Regions from separate parts of the Sus scrofa genome. Here region 2 is linked to region 1. The links are chromatin contacts, called in public Hi-C maps. All regions are on one chromosome and are shown on one strand. Each heading gives the region's core, a stretch centred on a gene start, on an enhancer-like site or on the middle of the called end of the contact. The rest is flanking DNA. Distances are from core to core; before and after follow the strand shown. Region 1 overlaps NEDD9 (enhancer of filamentation 1). Region 2 overlaps NEDD9 (enhancer of filamentation 1).

Evidence for each region. A called contact is a pair of places that touch in the nucleus more often than the background predicts.
Region 2: a contact with region 1 is called in a Hi-C map of retroperitoneal adipose tissue, with 1.5 times the contacts expected there. The contact joins two enhancer-like sites. A contact is called at or near these places in 2 of 47 Hi-C or Micro-C datasets (embryonic fibroblasts and retroperitoneal adipose tissue) and 2 of 2 datasets of contacts at active chromatin or transcription factors (alveolar macrophages and skeletal muscle).

What each region holds. Positions count from the first base shown.
Region 1 is chr7:7,877,891-7,881,825 of Sscrofa11.1, reverse strand. The region is part of intron 3 of NEDD9 (enhancer of filamentation 1); the gene reads left to right. The region is part of intron 1 of LOC110261775 (a long non-coding RNA gene); the gene reads right to left. Among named protein-coding and RNA genes, the nearest start is that of SMIM13, 110 kb to the right of the region's middle. Within about 2 kb of position 1,690, at least 17 of the 83 cell types and tissues checked have an H3K27ac peak or open chromatin away from gene starts, as enhancers often do. A contact at or near this core is called in retroperitoneal adipose tissue, where this site is marked.
Region 2 is chr7:8,049,657-8,053,591 of Sscrofa11.1, reverse strand. The region is part of intron 1 of NEDD9 (enhancer of filamentation 1); the gene reads left to right. Among named protein-coding and RNA genes, the nearest start is that of NEDD9, 42 kb to the left of the region's middle. Within about 2 kb of position 2,066, at least 3 of the 83 cell types and tissues checked have an H3K27ac peak or open chromatin away from gene starts, as enhancers often do. A contact at or near this core is called in retroperitoneal adipose tissue, where this site is marked.

The sequences.
Region 1 (3,935 bases), core at 441-2,940:
GGGTTTTAATGGAGCAAAAATAAGGGGAAAAGAGAAAATGAGGTCAAAACAAGGTGTAAATTATCCCCAGCCACCATATATCCTGAACTTTCCATCACCTGTGTTCCTGTAATTTCTCTGATTGTTCACGTAAGGGTGGTCATGCTTGCCAGGTAGTGAGTCTCAGTTTTTAATTAGGAAAATTAAAATTGTAGATGAGGCACAGTTTATAAAAAATAGGATACAGTTTAACTGCTCCTTGAGGGCAATGATTGTGATATAGTTATCTTCAGATTTCTAAGGCCTTATGTAACACACAACAAAGAGGACTCTGTATGAATGAATAAACTGGAAAATGAATAAGCTGGAGTTCCCATCGTGGCGCAGCGGAAACGAATCCAACTAGGAACCATGAGGTTTTGGGTTCGATCCCTGGCCTCTCTCAGTGGGTCGAGGATCCAGCGTTGCTGTGAGCTGTGGTGTAGATCGCAGACATGGCTCAGATCCTGTGTTGCTGTGGCTCTGGCGTAGGCCAGCAGCAACAGCTCCGATTCAACCCCTGGCCTGGGAACCTCCTATGGAGGCCCTAAAAAAGACACACACACACACACACACACACACACACAAAAAAAAAAAAAAAAAGAGAGAGAGAGAGAAAAGAAAAATGAATAAGCTGACAAAAATCAAAATACGTGTGTGTGTGTGTGTGTGTGTGTGTGTGTGTGTGTGTGTGTTTGCTTTAAAGGGGCAATGGCTGAACTCCTAACATCACACCATTCAGTCAGCCATCTGACCCGATCTCATAGTTTTGATCTTACCAGTGTGGTTCTCAATATCTTTATTCTAGATGTAAAAAAGGCTGTTTAATGATATTACTGTCTGGTCAATCTATCTTAAAACAATATCTACCTCTATTATTTGGAGAATCAGCAACTGTGCTGATTATTCCTAAAGATCTAACTCCAGGGCGGGAAGGGAATGTTTCAGATGACTCAGGTCTGTGTATCGTTTTTGTGGGGTGTCAATTTTTTTTTTTTTTGCTTTGAATAAGAGCATCCAAACAAAACTCCATTGTATAAACAGTTTTACCAATAATAACGCATGACTAGAACTTCAAGGTTAAATAATTATACATATGCATAAAATTGTTCATGGGAGCACTCCTTTGTAATGCTGCTGGCGGGGGAAGACTAATTCTCATCTTTAAAACCCACCTTTCGGAGTTCCCATCGTGGCGCAGTGGTTAACGAATCCGACTAGGAACCATGAGGTTTCGGGTTCGGTCCCTGCCCTTGCTCAGTGGGTTAACGATCCGGCGTTGCCGTGAGCTGTGGTGTAGGTTGCAGACGCGGCTCGGATCCTGCGTTGCTGTGGCTCTGGCGTGGGCCAGTGGCTACAGCTCCGATTCGACCCCTAGCCTGGGAACCTCCATATGCCGCGGGAGCGGCCCAAAGAAATAGCAAAAAGACAAAAAAAAAAAAAAAAAAAAAAAAAAAAAAGAAGTAAAACCCACCTTTCTTAGGGTCCTGCTCTTTTCAAGGATAGGACCACAGGCTTAATTTATAGAAACCTAAACAGTGATTTTGCCTTTGACAAAACTGAGGATCCGCCATTTCTGGCCCTTTCAAGTTGGCCTTTGGGAGGGACAGGTCTCTAAGCAATGGTTAACTGGACAGTGTTTCTGAGTCATCAGGTTCCAGGCGGAGAAGGCCTTCCGGGAGCACCTTTGCTGGCAGAAACAGCCCTCCCTGCGAGGCTGTGAGAGCCGAGGCAGTGGGAGGGGCTGCATCCCCCCAGAGGGTCTTATTTTGTAAGCCCTCTCAGCCTGCCCTGGGGGTCGCCAGGTGAGGAGAGGAGGGGACATCCACCTGGTATAGCACAAAGGCCAAGCAAGTTTCCCTTCTGACCCCGAGGCCGTGTCCGGGTCCCGCAGGTGACATGCCCAGAGCTGGGTCGTGTTTCTCCTTTTACATCCAGGATAGAGAGACAGAGAACCATCCGTGTTTCCTGCACAAAGAGACTCCCCTGGACCCCCAAGAAAAAGAGCAGGAGCCCCAAGTGCCCACAGAGAGAGATGATGTGTGCCTTTTCTGGTTTCACATTGTAGCTCTTCCAGCTCCTCTTACGACAGAAATAACATCTGCAATGCCAGAAGCCTATGGAGTGATAAATAACCTTTCCCCCAGACGTGCGCCAGCTTTTCTCGCTTTGAGACCTCGCTTTTCAGCCCTGAAAAGTTTATGACGTTGTGCCCTCCCCGCCCCTGCCCCACCGCCGCTCCTGGGTAGACATCACTCCTCCGGAGGGTGTAATAACCTCGCTGGGCCTCACGCTCGCTCTGGGAGGCAAGTGTGAACACAGCCACCCATGGGCTTTCACGCCTTGCATGGCTTCAGCTGCTTCAGAACCTGTGACCTTCCGTCCACATTCCAGGGGAAGAGCACAGATGGCAAACCGGCTTTCAAAGCAGGTCAAAGAGCAGAAATGCTGCTTCAGACCCATACGCGAGTGACCCCAAACTTAAATGTAAAAAACGCACCGAAACCCACAAAACCACTTCCCTTCAAATTCTTAATAGCAAACATGTTAGATCATTAAGTAAGCAAAGTTCAGAGAAGAGCATTCACACCTTTTAGAACAGAACCCCTCTGGGCGCTGGGCCCCAGCTCTCACATTGTCCTCCTGCGAGGAAAACGCTGATGTGCAAGCAGCAGGGGCCAGACCAACCCCCCGAGCCGCCCTGGCGGGCACATACCAGCCTCAGAGCACTTCATAGCTGAATGCTCAGAGTCTTGTAAAATGTAGCTCTGTTAGGGAATTGTGTACAAGATGCTGTGAGGAAAAGTGCTACAGAAGGGCCACCTGTTACATTGTTGTAAGAGAGCCCCTTCCCCCTGGCCTTTGCCTCTCAGAATCTGCCAACCCTGCAGAAAGCTCTCATTTGCGGCTGTTATCAGCTGCTCATATCTTGGTGGGAATGAAGATGTGAGAGCCAGTTTTTAAGGCAACAGATGGTTATAAGGCACTTGTCTGTGAGCAAAGGGCTATTCACTAGGACAGGAGACAAGGAATAAGGCTTTATCCTCCTCAGTTAAAACTTGCACCCACAAAGCATCAACACTGCGCCATCCGCTCTCCGGGCTGCTGAAAAGGCAGAAGTGAAAAGCTTCAGTTTTCATTCTGTTCAGAGTTTTGCCTAAGACTCTCTCTTCTGCCGGTGTGGAATTTGACCTTGCACAATCTCCTAGTGCTTCCAGGCAGACTGCAGGAGCAAGAGGAGCCAAGAAAGTAGAAGTTAGGACACGAGGGATGGGTAAGGAGCAGTGTCCACAGGGGGACAGTGACAGAAGGAATGTTCAGAAAGAATGGTCTGGTTTGGGGGCGGTGGAGACAGACCCAGACTAGGAGTCCGGAGACTCCAGGGCCAGTTGTGCGTCATCTCCATGGAGTTGTGGGCCTAGGGAGCATCCTTTTCTCTGCAGGTCCTTGTTTTCCCATGCACTGCATGAGGAGGGCAGACCACACCACAGGTGCTCAACCAGGGGCCATTCCGCCCCCCCACCCAGGGGAGATTCGTCAGTGTCTATGGACATTTTTGGCTGTCAAAACTGGAGGGTGGGGCGAGTTCCCTGGTGGTCTCGTGGTTAGGACTTGGTGCTTGCACCACTATAGCCCAGGTTCAGTCTCTGGTCTGGGAGCTTATTGATATCCCACATTACATCGCATCCAAAAAAAAAAGAAGAAAAAAAAAAAAAGCCTAGATAGAGGGGTGCTTCTGTCATCCAATACGCAGAGGCCAGGAAGGCTGCTCGACATCCTGCAGCGTACATAACACCCCTACAACAAGTTCTCCAGCCCAAGACGTCAGCAGCGGCAATGGTGAAAAAGTCTGGGCTGCCCCATTTGAAGAGTCTGTTAAGAGCCATGTGGCTGATGTTCCCCCCAAAGAGGATTGG
Region 2 (3,935 bases), core at 817-3,316, 170 kb before region 1:
CACAAACATCAGCATATGAACCCAAGGCTGTCTTGATTATTCTGCTCCTGGATGCTCCAGATCAGAAGTCAGGTGGTCCTGAAAACTGGACTTTACATTCAAACAAACAGGCAAATGAAGGAGAAATAAAAACAAGCCTGAGTCCTAAGGACCAGTAAGCAACACAAAAGGTAGCACTTACTTAAAAAATGAGATCCAGAACAAGCCTTCTAGTCAAGGTTTTGGCTTTGGCACCATATGATTTAACTGCCAAAGAAGATGTGTTCGGAAACAAAATTCTAGTTTTAATTGGTGGTTGTTTTTTTGTTTGTTTGTTTTTTAAATTTTGTTTGTTTGTTTGCTTTTAACCTTTAGAGCACACTTTGAGGTCTTGTTCCTGAAAATGTTTCTTAGTTACGCGTGGTTACCGGCAAACAATATGTGCATTAGTTAGTTAATACTCACCCCTTCAAATTAGCTTTTTAATAATGATTTAAAACTGCATTTTGTTCCAATTAAAAATAGAAACTCTTCATTCTGAATTTCTTTAATAGTAACTAGATCCCGTTGCAAAACCAATCTCTCTCACTTAGTTCCTTATGAACCTACTACTCTCCCCCGAGGAAAGTGAAGTTATAAATTAAAGGAAGAAACTGTCTGCCTTGAGTTTTATTAATTACAGGCCTTTCAGGGGAAGACGGACAGAATTCTTGTTGCTTCCATTTGTGATCACTTAAACCTCTTTGGAGAAGTTTCTTCGATGTGCGGCTCAGCTATTTAGAACTCTGGAGACCTTTCAGGGAAAGAGAGCTCAAGTGATAAATAGTTTGGGAATGAAGATCAAAAAGAAAGCACTGGGGGAACTGGGAATGTTTAGTCTAGAGAAGAGGAGGAGCAGCGGTGCTTTTCCCAACTGTCATAGGCGGGACGAGGGCCGCTCTTTCTCACCAAAGAGTTGGGAAGAACACGCGAATATAGACAGAAGCAAAGGATGTAACGAATGTCATTTCTTTTAGGGTTTTTTTTTTTAATTTTACTTTATTTTTATAATAATGGAATTCCTGGGAACTCAGGAAATTACCTTCGAAAGGCTTCGGAATGCTATTCTACAGGTCAGTCTGGGGATTAAGACGGTAGCCACGTCCACCGAGGGGAATGAGGCATTAATGTTATTCACGGAACAGAGTCAGAAATACTTTCCATTGCTAATTGAAATAATAGGGGTGTTTACTTCCAACAGGGAGTTAACATTCTCCACACATTGATCAAAGGCCTCCTCGGCCTGGGGCCCCAAAGAATTCCTCCCAGCTCACTCTTGGAGAAGCCTTAGTCTGTAGGTAGTGTGCAGAGGGCTCTGCACATGGGACTTAATTGTCCCAACAGCCATGTGAAGTTAGTGCTGTCCTTCTTCTCTTTTGGTGGGCAAAAAATTAATTATTTGCCCGTCTTGAGGTTATCAAATAAAAAGCCAGGATTTGAGCCTATATCCATGTGGGGTCTCTGAGAACAAATACCAAGGTGAGATGAGACATGGATGGGGCTTATTGGGACAAACACCAGTGAAGGATGAAGAAGGACGAGGCCGGAGGAGCCGGCAGGGACAGGCTCCAGACCGAGATGCAGGTGTGACGTCTGTGAAAGGCAGAAAGGAAGGAGGGACTGGGTAGGACGAGCCTCTGACCACTGTGCCCATCAGGAGAGGCTCAGACAGACCGATGGGAGGGGGGTCCCTGGGTCAAAGCGGGAGAATCCCTCATCCCGGTGAATGGCCCAGTTGAACAGCCCCATGTTGCTCAGTCAGGGCTGGGAGGAGTCTAAGGAGGTGGGGGTCGCCACCAATGCTGTGGGGGACCCAAAGCAGCTGTGGCGGGGTCTGCCCCCTCTCAAAGGGAGATCTGAGTGAGAGCCCACAGAACCCAAGCCGCCTGGCTCCAGAGCCCATGCTCTTACTCATCTTGTTACGCTACCTCCTCGTACTTTGAGGGTGTGCAGTGAAGGAGGTAACGCTGTCACGGTGAAAGGCTTCTGGAGGAAAAGGGACACTTGGTTACACAGGTCGCGGGCCCTCCAGTCACAGAGTGGCTGTGCAGAGTGCTGCCTCTGGTGGTGAAGAGCTGAACAGCAACCTTCCAGTCCAAACACACTCTAAGTTTGCTCTGGAGCAGTCACCTTCATCTCATAAAATCTCATGAAAATTTTCAGCCAATATTGATTAATTGATCAGTCGATCGATTTATGTATTCATTTATTTATCAACATAAATCACAGCAATATCTTGTGGGATCTACCCCCCTACCTGTGGAGCCCATCGGCTCGCAAATGTTGGTCCCTTGTTCCAGCTGCCAAGCACTGGGGCAGCTGTGCCACTTCAGGGAACTTTGAAGGGAAGATCCTTAGGACACGTGGTCCCAGAAGCTGCTGGGGCCTTACCTGACAGTTCCTCAGCCAGGAAGGATGGCCACAAGCAGCAAGGTTCCTGGCTGACTTACTGAAAGTTGCTACCGAGTCCAGACTTGTTCTGCTCTCAGCAGAACAGGCCAGTAAATCCGGAAACTGGTTGTTGGGGGCAAGGAATAATGAAAGCTGGCAGATAGAGAAGATGGCAGACTAGTGTATCAAAGAACCGTCTCCCCTCAGTCGGAATCCACAGCTAATATTTAAATATTTATTCAACACGTACTAAGTACGAGGCATTGTATTAAGTGCAGTAGGAATACTCAGATCTAAAAGCCTAAGCATGCCCATCCAGGGTTTCCCCAACAAGGAAGATGTCGTTAATAAAAACAACCATATATACATGAGGACGAGTGAAAAGTGCCACATGGGACGCGGATCTGGTGCTACGGAAGTTTAGGGAAGAGAGAAATTACTTCCCGCTAGAAAGATTGGGAAAGGTTTGATGAAGGAAAAAGCAATGGTGTTGCTTTCTCAAATGAAAATATGAAATTAGAAATTTGAAGCTCTTTAAAATATCTATCAATTTGCTCCCCCCACCCTCACCCCAAGCCCTGGTCTTTGGGGGCTGGTGGGAACATAATCCTTACGGTAGGAAATGGGGCTCAGATCCTAAGATGGAGAACAGGGGTCTTCTGGTGGTGGTGGAAGGTTGGAGAGAGATCAGAAAGGGAAACGGAAACCTAACAGTGTGACTATTTATCCATGTATTTTTTGTAGCCGTGTCTAATCTTTGAATGCATTTCAGTCTCCTAATTACACTTAAAGAAGGTGCCAAGTTTTATATCTGCTGTATCCAAGCTGCAGCATAAATGTACAATTTTCTCTAAACCCTTTCATCCCCCCACAAGGCACTTCCTTTTACATATTGTCCTGAGAGCTCAATGGGATTTTTTTTCCAGATTCACATCTCCCTCTTATGTATATGGTGGAATCATGATTTAAAAGTACACTATAGGGAGTTCCTGTCAGGACTCAGAGGTTAAGGAACCCAACTAGTATTCATGAGGACATGAGTTCAATCCCTGGCCTCACTCAGTGGGTTAAGGATGTGGCCTCGCCATGTGCTGTGATGTAGGTCACAGACACAGCTCAGATCTGGCATTGCTGTGACTATGGTTAGACCAGCAGCTGCAGCTCTGATTTGACCCCTAGCCTGGGAACCTCCATATGCCACAGGTGCAGCCCTAAAAAGGACAAAAAGACAAAAAAATTTTAAAAAGTACACTGTAATTTGTCTGAAGTTTTTCAGTAATTGTTCTAAAAGTGTAGTCTTTTTACGTTGCATTTTATTCACTTTTTCTTTTTTGTTTTTCTGTTTCCTCAGCTAAGTAAGTTCATATTCAAGTATTCTCTAAACTTAGAGCCATTCCATTTGAGAAAATGAAGGTCTTTTTGGTCTGGGGATGTTCTTCCACCTTTAAGCTGGATTAAGCCTTGAAAATGCTTTAGCAAATTTTAGATTCTTGTCTGATTAAAAGCTGCTACAGAAAATAAGTGGA